Regions from separate parts of the Mus musculus genome. Here region 2 is linked to region 1. Evidence: chromatin contacts called from public HiChIP or PLAC-seq data. All regions are on one chromosome and are shown on one strand. The core of a region is the stretch at or near the end of the contact, and the rest is flanking DNA. Distances in the headings are between cores, read along the strand shown. Region 1 holds the start of Pde7b (phosphodiesterase 7B). Region 2 has its middle 37 kb from the start of Ahi1.

Region 1 (4,359 bases), core at 663-3,162:
ATCTCAACAGAGGGAGTTAAAGAAAGACATCTGTCAGATAGAGTGGATCACTGATTTCTGCCTATTGGGTTGTATGAATATGTCGTTGTTATAGAAAAGCTGCAATATTTTAATATAAAATTCTCAGAAAAGTAGTCACTCATATAGATAGATAGATAGAGAGAAAGAGAGGGAGAGGGGAGGAGAGGGAGAGAGAGAAAGAGAGAGAGAGAGAGAGGTATTGACCTTTTTCATCTACTAGGAAAGAAAGCAAGTTCACAATATACTTTTTTATCCATAAGAAAAGAGAAGAGAAAAAAATAATTCATTATTAAAAATCAAACTTATTAACTAAGCATAGTTTTAGAAGAGTAACAAAGAAAAAATGTGATGGGCTTTACTGCTTTCAACTTTGAAAACAGAGTACACAAGGAAGGCAGAACAGTGAGAATAAAACAGCCTGAGATGGCCCCAAATCTCCTCCATGCTCCCCTAAAGAAACATCAAAGGATCGTGTGATCAACCAGCCATAGGAATGTAGAGCGGGAGCAACAACTTGTACATCAGCAAAAATAAAGAGCCAAGCAAAACAAAGGCCTTTGCAACACAGAGACACTGAGCCTGGAGGAAGACAGGATTGTTACAATGTCTTTCAAGAAAACAGGGCCTTTCTGAGTGAATGTACAAGTTCAAATTGTTCCTACAAACCCAATTTGCTGGCAAAAACGCCAAGCCAATACCACCCCACTTTCCTTTATGTCCAAGGCCTTTCACATAAGCGACAGGGGGCATCTCTGTTGCCGTGTTGGCTCTGACTTCCAGGGTCAGCGCCTTCATCTCTGAACCTCAGGAAACAAGAGGCCTGGCCCACAGTTGTCCTCAATTCTCCGCTCTGGGGTGGGGAACGCAGTAGTCAGTGGCCCAGATATTAAGCCCACAGTGTGGTCTCTTTGAAAAGAACCAGCCACACTTTCTTTTTCAGGCCATTTATGACCCCCTACTAACACCCTTTAAAATGATGACTGCCCTTTGAAAATGGGTTTTTAACCATCCCGATCCACGTGTCCAAGCTAAACAGACACCCTGTGCATATGCATAAGGACTCTGACACTTCCCTAATCCACTTCTTTCCAGTCAGCTTTGGAATGTGATTCAATGTTATTTCCTTCCAACTTGAAGGGCAGCTGAGGTTACAAAGGGATTTGACTAATGGACCAAAACCCGGTTAGTTTGCAGAGAACTTTGACAGTAGAGTGGGTGGGGTCTGGAAGGAGGAAGGAGAGTGTTTGAACTGTGGTCCTTGGGATCCAGCCACCCCCATCCTGTGCCGCACTGTGAACAGACAAGGCAGGCCCCCCACCAGGCCCTCCTGAGGGAAGGCTGCTGCGGAGGCACGCCAGAGCTCAGCTTCCCGGTTTTTTGCTCAAAGTTCCTTGTGATTTGCAAGACCAGAGTCTGGGAAGCTTCTAGGCTTCCTGTGCCATAGATTGACCCCTCACCTGACGCTTCCAGATAACTAGTCTGGGGGGGGGGGGCGCTCAAAGAGTCACGCAAAGCGGGGCCCCAAGTCTTTGCCTGAAGTCTTTCACTGCTAAGCCACTTGACAAACTTGACAAGCAGCAAAAAGAAAAAAGAAAAAAAAAGAAAAAAAAAAAGGGAAAAAAGCTCCCAGAAAACAAAACAAGAGGAAGAAGAGGGAAGGCGAAGGCTGAAGCCTCCTCCATGGCTTTCCCCACTCCCGCTGTCGTTCCAGCTGTAGCCTGGGATTAATTAAGTGCTGTGAATTCGGTGCCTGGGAGAGAAGAGGAAAATGCGCTGTATCTCTAAGGAAGGAAGGAGTCCAGAGACTCAGCAGTGAGGAACCTTAGGCGGTGCAGCGGTCTCGTCTCTCTCATCTCGTCGCCAGTGTTTTGTGCAGGGGCTGGGAAAGCCAGAAAGGCTGTGCCAGGCTGGAGGAGGCTTGTCTTTCCAAGGCTGGAGAGGATTTCACGCGGGTTTGCCTGCAGCTGCCCGGGAAGAAATTCCCCTCTGGTGGCAGCAGCAGCAGCAACAACAACAGCAGCAGCAGCAGGAACAGCAGCAGCAGCAGCGACGGCGGCAGCCCTACCTCTTCTTCTGGGGAACAGGGCAGAATGCCTGTGCTAGAGCGGTACTTCCACTCTGCAGAACTAGGCAGGAGGTGGACGGCCCCAGAAGCTGTGCTACCCTCTTCCCTCAGCAGCAGGCCGGGGTGCCAGCAGGGGCCGCTACCCTGGGACTTGCCAGAGATGATCAGGATGGTAAAGCTGGTTTGGAAGTCCAAAAGTGAGCTACAGGCAACCAAACCGAGAGGCATTCTGGAAAATGAAGATGCTTCCCACAGCTTCCCAGGTAAACTGACTGTGGAGTGCAGAAGGTAACCCGGACAGGTCTCATCACTCTGGGTCCAGTACTTGGGTCAAGGAAGGGAGGCAAGCTGTATGGACAGGGTTCAAGGGCTAACTTACAAATGTTTGTTCTGTTGTAAAAGCATCTCTATGTTGAGCGTGATAGATGCAGGAGTATTAGAATGGAAATCAACAAACTTAGAATACGGGTCAGTTTGCTGCAGGCTTGCCCTGCGGACTTAACCAGGTCAAACCTTCTGCGATTCGGACCCCAACAGCAGAGAGTGCAATCGGATTCTCTTTAATGTCCATCCTACTCCAATATTTCCTGTCCATAGTTAGCAGAGTCTCCAAAAGAGTAATTCCTTTAGGTTGCTATGTGCATGTCTTTAAGTAAAAAATGTATCCTCCAGTTTTCAACCATGCAACATGTGATGTGTATTGTGCTCCTAGAACTGAGTGTGGTCTGCAGGCTTTCTCAATCCTTGCAAGTTACTCAACTACTCTGCCTCAGTTTCCTCTTTGGGCAAGCGATGAATAATACCCCTACAGAGATGAAGAAAGCTCAGGTCATCCACAAGTGTGGTGATGATGAGTCAGAAGGGCTTTTTCATGTCATAAGAATGTGCTGTTTGGGATGGGACAGTCAGTTGGATCTTTCCTGTGTGTCTAATGGGGAGGGGAGCCAAGATACCGTTGGGGGCTCTTAAACTGCAAATGCCACAACTGGTGGCTGGGTGCTCCCTTCCTCTGGGGAATCTGTTGGTGAGTAAAAAGAAGTGGGTTCTTGGAGAAGTCATAGGAGTGTGTTTATGCCTTTTATGTCCCGGCCATCTCCGTGCAGCAGAATCCTGACATGCCATCGGCACTGAGCGATGGGACAGGCAGAAAGACAGACCAAAAATCATCTCCCTTTTTCTCACGGAAATGGGCTGAGAATAAAAATTCCCCTGGTTTTGTTTTAGATAACTTATTGCAGAGAGGTTTGTCGTTCGTTTTTCCATTAAGTTGCCAAATCAATCGTTGATAAAGAATATTATTAAAAAGTAATGCTCAGGGCGGGGGGGGGGGAGTCTGGGAGGAAGAAAAGAAACTAATGCTCTTTACTGAACGATGAGTATCTGGGCACTGAGGAAGGAAAAGTGAGGCAGTGGCCTGAGGTTGTGTGGCATCTGCAAGTGGGAAGCCAATGGAAGTGGGTCTTGGTCAGAAGAAATGAGGTAATGGGAAAGCCATTCATATGTCATGTAGCAGGGAAAGGGAGAGTGAAGCCACCTAGGCAGTGGATGCAAGCAAGGCACCACAGCTGTGCTAACCCTTGCTTCGTGTAGCTGACTGAGATGATTAAAGTTCGTATTTCAAATGACTCCCCTTCATAAACCGTCCACACTCGTCTCTTGCCAGCCTGTCTGTGAGGGAAAGTCGCACATAATTCTTTACATGTCATGTGGACTGATGCCTGACCCTGAGCCTCTCACACCTCCCCACTGGTTCCTCCCTTGCCCCTTGCCATCTCCTAACTCACACCACATCTGCTTCACCTGGCCTGCAATGAGACTGGCAGTTTAAATGCCTCCTCCGGGATGCCTGTTTGCCTCATCTGTTCCCCCCCACCACCCCCATTTCTCAGGGAAAGAAAAGTCTCACAATTTTTGATGTGAGCACAAAACCCTCTCACCCACCAGCTCAGGGCCAAGACGATGAACCTGGAGATGTGTGGCTTTGCCTTCTGAGTTGTCGCCTTCCTTCTGGCCCTCAGCCTGTCTTTGGCCACTGCCTGTGTCTTTTCTGCAAGCCACAAGTGCTCTTCAAAGGCATCATTCCCACTATTAGACCTAGGCAGTAATAGCCTGGGTTGTTTTCCATTGTATATGGGGTGGTGTGGGGGAGATGTGGGAGAAAGCACCAAAGTAAATCCAAACTACATGAATCCTCTTATATCACTTACCTCACAATCCTCAGTCAATGGAAACTTAACAACCTTATTAAGAAACTGTGCATCAAGTGGTGCCTG
Region 2 (4,359 bases), core at 687-3,186, 370 kb before region 1:
TCTTTCGCTTTTGCTGAACTGCCCTAAGTCTGGCTTTCATGGTCCTGGCTTTATCTAGTCTCTGTCTGTTGAGATTTTCACTTGGGATGTTTCTATGTCTTCTTCCTGCTTCCTACCTGTTCTTCTAGCATTCAGAGAGGACTTTGTTTCATTAAGTTCTGCGATTTCAGGAGGGGTGTTCAGTTCTCACCAGCTTCACCATGAAAGAGCCCCCTCTCTTCCTTTGCTCAAGGTGCAGATGTTCGAGGACTGCTGATAGCAGCTGAGCACACCAGCCAGTGCTGACTATTACATGGCATAATCTTTCTTTCTTCTTTGTGGTCTTTGGAACATCGAGCCTAGGACTTTGCATACCCTATGCAGACCCTCTACCTCTGAGATTCCTTTCTGAAGTTTGTAAGTCTGGCATAGTAAAAGATGAACAATTATAAAACAAAATAGGAAAGTCTAACAATGTATTACCAGAGAACAGCCAACAGCTTTGCACCTTGGGATGATTAAATAAAAGGGTGTCACTGCATAGAACTGTGACACCAGCACAGTTGACCTGATAACAGTGGCAGACAACTACTAGGTGACTGGTATGTGTGTTGTATAGACTGTCTGGAATGGACAGATGGGTGGGTCACATGCTGGGTCATGTTAGGTGGCCCAGTGTGAGATTCTGCCACCATGAATTCCCTGTTTGAGAATTTGTTCATTGCCCAAATTAAACACATCTCAATAATTAGTAAAAATGAAAAAAAACCATCTTAATTTATTTATTTTTTAAACATTAATGCATTTTGTATGTGTGTCTGTCCCTGTGTGGATGTCCGAATGCTATAGGTCAATCGCATGCATGTGGAGGTCATAGGATATCTTGCAGAGAGAGGCTCAGTCTCTCTTTTCATCAGATGGGTCCTGAGGATCAAACTCAGGTGGGTAAGGTGCAAGCACTTTTGCCCATTGTCTTGTTGACACCGTGCATATTACTGTTTTTAACATAAGAAAATCTATGCGAAGTAAAAACCATTATTTAAATGCATAATAATCTCAGATCTATAAGATCTTAATGTACTTGCCTGGTGTTGCCCACTTTCTCAGAAAGCTAAGAAAATAGAGAGGGTTGTTGACAGGGACGAGTCAAGAAAAGGGGGAACAGGAAACAGAGCGATAACAGAAGTGACCCCCAGGGACTTCCCAATATGGCTGCTAGTTTGCTAAGTTAAGTCCATTGCCCATTTCCCCATTGAGAAGTTAGTCTTTTCCGTAATGGTGCAAGCTCTTTATTAAGTATGAAACCCTCTTATTTATTTGTGCAGTGCAAATTATCCTCTAGCAGTTTCTGCCTTTTGATTTGGCTGTGGCTTGCTTTATTAGAGAGGAGTGTACAATTTTTTTTTTACCCATTCCATTTCACCAACCCAAGGGTAATTTTTAGTTTTAGATTCTATGATTCTACTAAGTGGGAATGAGAGGAAGTGCATGGGAGATATAGGATTGTAGGCCACAGTCCTGTATATAATGCAGGTTGTACCTACAGTAATATTTTGTTACAGAGACTGAGCTAGCTGCCTGATTTCTTTAATAGTAAAAACTTATTAGATATTTGCCTATTCTCCCCTAACCATGGATGTCCATCTATTTTGACTTTATGTAACCGGAGACTTTGGCAAAAAAAAAAAAAAATTAAACTGATTTCTGAAAAAAATTGTAAGAAACCATGGATAATAAAAAAAAATTCAGATCAAGATATAAGAAAGATCAGCTATCTTAAAACCAAGAAAAGTAAAAATCAAAATAGCACAAAATTTCCAAGTGATGGCTGCTCAGGGGACAACATTGAAAAAAAAAAAAAAAACGCATCCTCATTCCGGCTGTGGTTTGGTTACTCCACAGCTGTGTGGATGGAAGCAAGGCCACCAAAGTGCTCAGAAATGCCAACAGGCAAAGAGGAAATGGGGGAGGGAGTTTTTGGCACTCTGTCTCTGTGCACTTTCAACACAAACATAGGCTCCTTGTTTTCTTCGGAGAGGAAGACAAATTTGCAATAAAGACATATGACCGGAGCGCTGTGAAACCCACCATTGGACAGTTACAGGACACTCTGGCCTCTCTCTCACTAGTGCCACCTGGTGGCTGCAAGGGATTTCATAGTCCTACGATCACGTGACTCTCTTCTTTCTAAATTACCACCCCAATTTTTGTCCAGCTCTATCTCTATGGTTCTTTTAGGATGCTATGATCTGGATGTAGCTTTCGCTAGCATTGTCTGCAAACAGGAATGAGTTTGTTTGGATAGGACATTGTATTGGCTGGTTTTATGTCATCTTGACACAAGCTAGGATCGTCAGAGAGGAGGGATCCTCGACTGAGAAAATGCCTCCATTAGATCAGAGTATAGGCAAACCTCTATAGCATTTTTATAATTAGTGATTGATGTGGAAGGGCCCAGCCCATAATGGGTGGTGCCATCCATGGACTGGTGTCCTAGAATAAGAAAAAGAAAAAAAGCAAGCTGAGCAAAGCCAGTAAGCAGCGCTCCTCCACCGTCTCTGCACAGCTCTTGCCTCCAGACTCCTTTCCTGTTTGAGTTCCTGTCCTGACTTCCATTGTTGGTGAACTGTGATGTCGAAGTGTACCTGAATAAACCCTTTTCTCCCCAAGTTTCTTTGATCATGTTGTTTCATCACTGCAATAGCAACTCTAAGTAAGACAGACATTATCATTTCCTTATTTTCAATGAAACAAGACCCTATTGACATGTGTGGGACCACAATGGCCCAGGGTTATGGAGGAAGGCTTGAGGGAGCTTCAGCCTCTGATACCTCAAATATAAGGATGGTAGGATTTGGCTTCTCCCCCTCCAACCTGTCACCATGAAACTGGCTTCCCCGCCATCAACCCTAGCATATTCATTATTACCCTGACAGTTATCAGGCTTCATTCCTTGTTTGGCCCGTAAGACCTCCCCAACCCTTGTGTACGCAGATGAGGTGTTGTCTAACACCCCTGCCCTGGCCAATGGTACAAGGCCACACAAACCTTGCCGTAGAGACTCTGGCCACCTCCCCAGGGACATAAATACCTCTTTCTCCCCTCCCAATAAATGAATCAGTTCTCCGACCCTGTTCCCCAATCCTGTTCCCCGACACGGTTCCCCGACACTGTTCCCAGACACTGTACCCCGACACTGTTCCCGGACACTGTTCCCAGACACTGTTCCCGGACACTGTTCCCAGACACTGTTCCCCGATACTGTTCCCAGACACTGTTCCCAGACACTGCTCCCCGACACTGTTCCCGGACACTGTTCCCAGACACTGTTCCCAGACACTGTTCCCCGACACTGTTCCCGGACACTGTTCCCAGACACTATTCTCAGACACTGTTCCCAGACACTATTCTCAGACACTGTTCCCCGACACTGTTCCCAGACACTGTTCTCAGACACTGTTCCCCAACACTGTTCTCCAGCGCATTCTTTGCATCACATGGATGTGGTGATAAGCTCCTTACAGCTGAATAATTTGTGATTTCATTTGGCCTTGTTGAAAATTACATAGTCAGAAACATTTCATTAACCTCAGAGAGAAAATAATATAAACTTCCAACCTTCATCAAAGTGAATGGTTAGCAGTTGAATAGGCTTGAAAACCTATTGTATTTGCACACATTTGAGACATTCATTTGGGCAATAGACTATAAAGGAGTTGTTTTGTAGATTAAACAGTATAAGTGCATTAGGTTTTTGGAGCTTTAGGAGTCTTCTCAGATAAATTCTAAATGAGTAAAAGTTTATATGCATTTAAAAGAGACTGAAATATATTAGAGGTTCTCTTATTAGATAAAACATATTCATTAGCGCTGTAGATTTTTGAATAATGATTTTATATGGCTGAATAATGCTATGCATTTAAGAAGGCTAGACAGCTTTTTAACTATGAAATAGTGTGGACATATTATGAAATATTGGAATATAAGAAAAAATGCAATACCACAACTCTAATAAACTGTTGCTTTTAGTTAGTGTCTTAGTCAGGGTTTCTATTCCTGCACAAACATCATGACCAAGAAGCAAGTTGGGGAGGAAAGGGTTTATTCGGCTTACACTTCCATGCTGCTGTTCATCACCAAGGAAGTCAGGACTGGAACTCAAGCAGGTCAGGAAGCAGAAGCTGATGCAGAGGCCATGGAGGGATGTTCCTTACTGGCTTGCTTCCCCTGGCTTGCTCAGCCTGCTCTCTTATATAACCCAGAACTACCAGCCCAGAGATGGTCCCACCCACAAGGGGCCTCTCCCCCTTGATCACTAATTGAGAAGATGCCTTACAGCGGGATCTCGTGGAGGCATTTCCTCAACTGAAGCTCCTTTCT

What was found. HiChIP or PLAC-seq counts read pairs in DNA pulled down with a chosen protein or histone mark.
Region 2: a contact with region 1 is called in an H3K27ac HiChIP or PLAC-seq map of heart atrium, with 5 read pairs. The contact joins the enhancer-like site here to the promoter of Pde7b in region 1. A contact is called at or near these places in 13 of 484 Hi-C or Micro-C datasets (Sertoli cells, Th1 cells, bone marrow-derived macrophages and 7 more), 7 of 115 datasets of contacts at active chromatin or transcription factors (bone marrow-derived macrophages, embryonic forebrain, fibro-adipogenic progenitors and 4 more) and 3 of 9 other capture datasets (adipose tissue, embryonic stem cells and liver).

What each region holds. Positions count from the first base shown.
Region 1 is chr10:20,545,881-20,550,239 of GRCm38.p6, reverse strand. Pde7b (phosphodiesterase 7B) reads left to right here and starts at 1,912. Exons shown (of 12, transcript NM_001347366.1): 1 at 1,912-2,349. The coding sequence starts at 2,112.
Region 2 is chr10:20,913,463-20,917,821 of GRCm38.p6, reverse strand. No RefSeq gene overlaps it. Among named protein-coding and RNA genes, the nearest start is that of Ahi1, 37 kb to the left of the region's middle. Within about 2 kb of position 1,936, at least 29 of the 459 cell types and tissues checked have an H3K27ac peak or open chromatin away from gene starts, as enhancers often do. A contact at or near this core is called in bone marrow-derived macrophages, heart atrium and neural progenitor cells, where this site is marked.